Regions from separate parts of the Callithrix jacchus genome. Here region 2 is linked to region 1. The links are chromatin contacts, called in public Hi-C maps. All regions are on one chromosome and are shown on one strand. The core of a region is the stretch at or near the end of the contact, and the rest is flanking DNA. Distances in the headings are between cores, read along the strand shown. Region 1 holds the start of MYH13 (myosin heavy chain 13). Region 2 has its middle 34 kb from the start of MYH3.

Region 1 (2,700 bases), core at 132-2,631:
TTTGTTTAGACTCTTCTAAATTTGTACTATGGGAACTTAGAGAAATTGCTTCTGACTGGAGTGCTGTGAGGGGACGGGGAAGAAAGAAAGCAGGGAAAGGAATGTTCCAGATTGCAACTTGAATGCTTATGGGCAGTTCCCCCCCTCTTTTTTTTTCAATAGGAGAAAAGTTATAAATTGTGGACCAAGACTTCTTTATTCTCTTAAAGGTTCTAAATTCCCCCTGGAGATGATGAAGGTAGGGCAGCTGAAAACTCACCTGGGACTAAGGATTCTCAGCCCTAGGAGTTTATAAACGATGTGGTTATCTCAAGGAGGCATGAGTGTCTGAAAAATTTTCAATATCAAACGTCATCTAAGCAAACTTCCCAGTTACCATACAGTGCTTTTATGGAGCCGGGGGAACATTTCATGAAGTCCCGTTTAGGCAGGAACAGACATTTAGGACTTGGTTTACTATTCTTGTTGCCTCCTTTCTCCACCTTTAATGCATCTTGAATAATCTCCAGCAATATCCTAAAATTCTCACACATTTCTTTAAAAAAATTAAAGTATTACATACTATATTCTGAATCCTCAATTAAAAAAATAAAATATGGAGGCAGAGCTACAGAATTCTAGTATCAGTTCTGTTAAGTAGCTGTTGTGATTTCTTTGGGCATCTCTTTCCTTCTGTAAAATGAATCAGTTACACGAGAAAATCTCCAAGATTCCTTTCAGCCCTATGAGTCTATAACAGAAAGTTCTCCAGTAGAGATGGTGGCCTGAATTCAAAGCATCACAAGTCCTCCTGAAGGATGCTATTGAACTGTTAGACACAATTCAGTCCCAAGTCCATGAGGCATGCCATGTAAGACCAGTCTGCAAACCAGTCAGTTCAAATCAGACTATGACCATTCTAAGATGGGTAAGATGCTTGGGATTATTTCTCCCCACAGCCATTTTTCAGAAATCCTGACATGGGAAACAAATTAACCATAAACATTTCAAATAATAGCTTAAGCAATCGCAGAAGAGATACCACAAGTTACCATGTTAATTTGCTAACTGAACAGTGTAACATTGACCTAGTCAGAGGAGGTATTATGCATTATACTCAGTTTTGTTCGGCAGGTGAATATTTTTTATATCGTCATCGTTTATACTCTTGTCTTTTCACCCCTTGTAAAAGCTTCTTGAAATGTAACTGTCTTGTCTTTCCATCTTGTCTCCAACACTGCACTCAACACAAGACCTTACACTTAGTAGGCCCTCAGTAAAGTCTACTTTGTTGCCTCCCTGCCCGGACTGGTAACCTGATCAGGTGCAATGATAGCTACATGGAGCAAAAAAGTGGCCACTTGTGAGCACTTACCTAGAGATGCTGCGGTCACAGCAATTTCGGGAGTGTGGCCCCTAGGTCTCTTTATATTCCCAAATCTGCCAGCCCAGCACTCTAACTTGGCTATATTTGGGGGATCACCATTAACTTGTTAGATGAAAATGCGTCGTAGCCCTGATCTCTCACTCTTGTTAAGTTACTTGGATAAATGACCAGCGGAGGCTGTATAATGCCAAGTCAGCTGTGTAGGGATTTTGACGCTGGACACAGATCTTTGAGACTTAGAGAGTCCTAGGGGCAGAGTGGAACTGGAGCAGAGTGTGCTAAGAAGGTCACTGAAGGGCAGAACGACAGGATGCTTTGTCAAGCAATGGGTGGTCGATAGTGTGGGCAGTAACTACACCCCATTTACCTGGCACTGGTATGGGATTGTGTGCTCCTTGTCTCAGAAATCTCTGGAAATTTAAGGTTGACCTTTTAATACATCCAGTCTTATTTATATATTTGTTTGTTTAAAAATCTGTTGGAAGAAACGCTTTCCAAAATGTATTTTACATCATCCTGCTCTGTGTAACCTACTATCTTGAATCAAATTTAAGCTTTTCTTGATCACTCTGGGGTTCCGGGAGATGATATAGTAAAGTCATCAAGTATAGTGGGTTCTTAGTGGGTCATGCCTGCACTAATTGTTCCTCCTGTGAATTTTTGTGTCCACATTTATTTATTAGAGTCTTGCTCTGCTGTCCAGGCTGGAGTGCAGTGGTGTGATCTTGGCTCACTGCAATCTCTGTTTCCCAGGATCAAGCAATTCTCCTGTCTCAGCCTCCCAAGTAGCTGGGATTACAGGCATATGCCACCATGCCTGGCTAATTTTTGTATTTTTAGTAGAGATGGAGTTTCACCATGTTGGCCAGGCTAATCTCGAACTCCTCACCTCAGGTGATCCGCCTGTCTCAGCCTTCCAAAATGCTTGGATTACAAGCGTGAGCCACCACACCCTTACTTTTTAGATTTTCTATCTTTGCCTTCGCCGCCAGCTCTCAGGTGTAATTTCTTTCTGTGGTAAGTTTGTCTTCACTAGCCTGATTTTGTGTTACCGATTGGGAAAGAGATTACAAAATTAAGATCAAGCTAAAGTAAGAGTAAGTAAGTTCTGAGTGCAGCTCTAGTGGATTCTAATGAAAATATATGGCCTTTGTGACAATTCTTATGGTTACTTTGGAGACTTTTTTTTTTTTTGCTAAAATACAGTGATATTTGACTATATAGGGACAATTGTACATGTAGAATTCAGAGCCATTTACTGCAATACAGTGTGATCTGTTTAGATTGTATATAATCAGTGTTTGCTGAATCAAAGGTTCATTAATCATTCTCCA
Region 2 (2,700 bases), core at 191-2,690, 240 kb after region 1:
GTGACTCTGTGTGTGTGTGTGTGTGTGTGTGTGTGTGTGTGTGTGTAGCTTTGAAAATTCAAAGTATTGGAAATAGGAACTGTCATACAAACAAAGGTAAGTAAGACGGTGTAAGTCATGACTGCTACTCAGGGAGAGTAAAGGGCATTTTTTCTTTTTGAGACAGAGTCTCACTCTGTTGCCCAGGCTGGAGTGCAATGGCGCAGTCTCCGCTCACTGCAACCTCTGCCTCGTGGGTTCAAGTGATTTCCTGCCTCAGCCCCCTGAGTAGCTGGGAACCACAGGCACACACCACCACACCCAGCTAATTTTTGTATTTTTAGTAGAGACAGGGTTTCACCATGTTGGCCAGGATGGTCCTGAACTTTTGACCTCATGATCCGCCTGCCTTGGCCTTCCAAAGTGCTGAGATTACAGGCGAGAGCCACCTCACAGAGGGAATTTTTTAAAATGCCCCCTAGAAAGGTGCACAAAGGGTAGGGGTGTAACCGCTGGTGGGTGAGGAAGACCAAGACAGCCTGCGGTATGTTAGGATTGCAGGTGGAGGTGGCCGGGTGGGAGTAGCAAAGGGGAGCCAAGTCTGCAGGCACACGGGGAAGGCTAAGTATCCATCTGAAGCAAGTGTAGTGATTGATGGGGCGGGCAGGAGCATCAGCAGTGTCTGGCAGAGCAGTGATGGGTCAGAGTTGTGTTTCAAACAGGCCTAAGGAGGACCAAGTTTTATTAACTAACTTGAATGGGCTCAGCTGTGACATTGTTTGTCTTAAACACTACACACTTGGGGCCAAATGTATGGTGAACCATGTGTGCCTCAGACCACCAGATCTTCATATACCAGCCTTTAAAAGCCAAAAAGTGGTCTCAACATGTGATATAGCTAGCCTAGAGTTAGAATTTGTACACTACCATAAATTGGACAAAACTGTTTCTGTTCTCCTCACAAGGACTGCTAACCTGAGTTTCTGTAAACTGCTAATTTACTTTGCAAAAAGGTAAAGCTGCATACTTCCCCTTATCTGTAACTGCCAGAATTGCTGGCCTTTGATCACCAGTAATGGCCAGAGTAAGCACCCCAGATCATTCCATCCTGGAAGTGATTGACAGCTTTCATTCCCATCTCCACTCTACCTCCACTCCCAAGGTGGTTTTGTGGGTATAAAAAGGTCTTGTCTCTTTTCTTTCGGGGCCACAGGTTGGAGAGACGTGAGTTCTCCGTGGTCGCCGGCAATAAACCCTGTAATCTGGCATTCTTTTGTTCTGGTGTTGACTTTCTGTGCTGAGTGCGATATAACAAACTGAGCCAGGACATGCAGTAGGAGACTGCCAAAATGGCTTCTTCCTTTCTCAGTAACACTCAATATTCAAACTGTCTTTTTAACTCAGCAACATGGGATGATTTAAGCTATAGATCTAGTATTAACATTTCCTTACAGAGGTGGCAAGAGCCACCCAAACAAACACACACAAAAGCCTACGTTCATCTCCACCGCCACATTTCAGATGATGACACAAAGGCAATGGATTTCTCAGGATTACAAGGCAAGACGGAACTGGAAGAAGGCTGGGAGGAAACTGAGATTGAGTGAATGTTGACTCTGCTCAGCCCTGAGCTGGGAAGCGGTGGAAACGCCCTGAGCCAGGCCAGGAAGCGGTGGAAACGCCCTGAGCTGGGAAGCACTGGAAATGTCCCTGGGCTGTGAGCCAGGAATTCAAATTCCAGCCTGTAGAGCTGTTCTAGGGGTTAGAATTTTGGGGTCCCTTGTTGCTGCACCCATTCCAGGTTTGGGGCTGGCACTGCCCTTCTGACCCCTCTGTAAGGTGGGCACAGAAGTAGTGGGGAGAAGAAACAGGGGTCAGAAGACACCTCCTCGAGGACTCACTCTGCCTGTAACAGGACCTGCTGAGGTTGCAGTGCTGGCTTCCCACAGAAAATGACCCTCATTCTCGAAGGCGGAGAGTGAGCCCCATGGAGCTGCGTGCCCTCGGCCATGGGAGATCAACTGTGGCTGTATCAGGTGTAATCAGTGTGTATTTATGGGTTACTCACTGCATGCAAGACCGAGATACAGCCGGGATTTACTTTGGGGCTGAAAGCAAGTCACTTAAAAAGGTAAAAATTCATGTCCTTTTAATCTACCTTTCAACAGGGAACATCACATCTGAAGGCTTGCAGCCTCTGCCTGCCTTGTGGGACGCTGCTGGAAATTATCCTCGTGTTTATATAGCATTCTCTGCAAGTGGCTGCTGTTGTCTTTCTGTTGTCAGCACAGTCAGGTGCTGGGGGTACCAGACCTTGGGGTGGGTGGCAAGCGAGGGCCAGCTTGTATCCGTGTGGCCTTTTCAGGAGCAGAGTGTGATTGCAAGGAGAATGTGTGCTTCAACCGTCACCAGCACAGAGAGGGGCACACAGCCCAAACCTATCCTCTTCCCAGAAACCTACGAGTTCGCTGAGTGCACCTGTGTGAAGAGGCAGGCTCCGATAGCCTCAGGCTGGTGGGCTGCTAGGGAAGCAGATAAGGAATTCCAGCTGGAGATAATGAGTTGAAAAGCTGGCCTTTGTTTCTGGAATTGATACCCCATTGAGGGAGCCCCTCAAAATAAACGCCCATGTATAATGCCCTGTGCTTCAGGTCTCAACACCTGTTGTCCTTGGGACAGAGACCCCAAGCCCAAAATAGGCACAGCTGCTATGGATGCTCA

What was found. A called contact is a pair of places that touch in the nucleus more often than the background predicts.
Region 2: a contact with region 1 is called in a Hi-C map of induced pluripotent stem cells, with 2.2 times the contacts expected there. The contact joins the enhancer-like site here to the promoter of MYH13 in region 1. A contact is called at or near these places in 2 of 3 Hi-C or Micro-C datasets (induced pluripotent stem cells and skeletal muscle).

The regions. Positions count from the first base shown.
Region 1 is chr5:76,820,954-76,823,653 of calJac240_pri, forward strand. It overlaps MYH13 (myosin heavy chain 13), which reads right to left and starts at 1,382. Exons shown (of 41, transcript XM_078373036.1): 1 at 1,355-1,382.
Region 2 is chr5:77,060,776-77,063,475 of calJac240_pri, forward strand. No RefSeq gene overlaps it. Among named protein-coding and RNA genes, the nearest start is that of MYH3, 34 kb to the right of the region's middle. Within about 2 kb of position 1,441, at least 2 of the 16 cell types and tissues checked have an H3K27ac peak or open chromatin away from gene starts, as enhancers often do. A contact at or near this core is called in skeletal muscle, where this site is marked.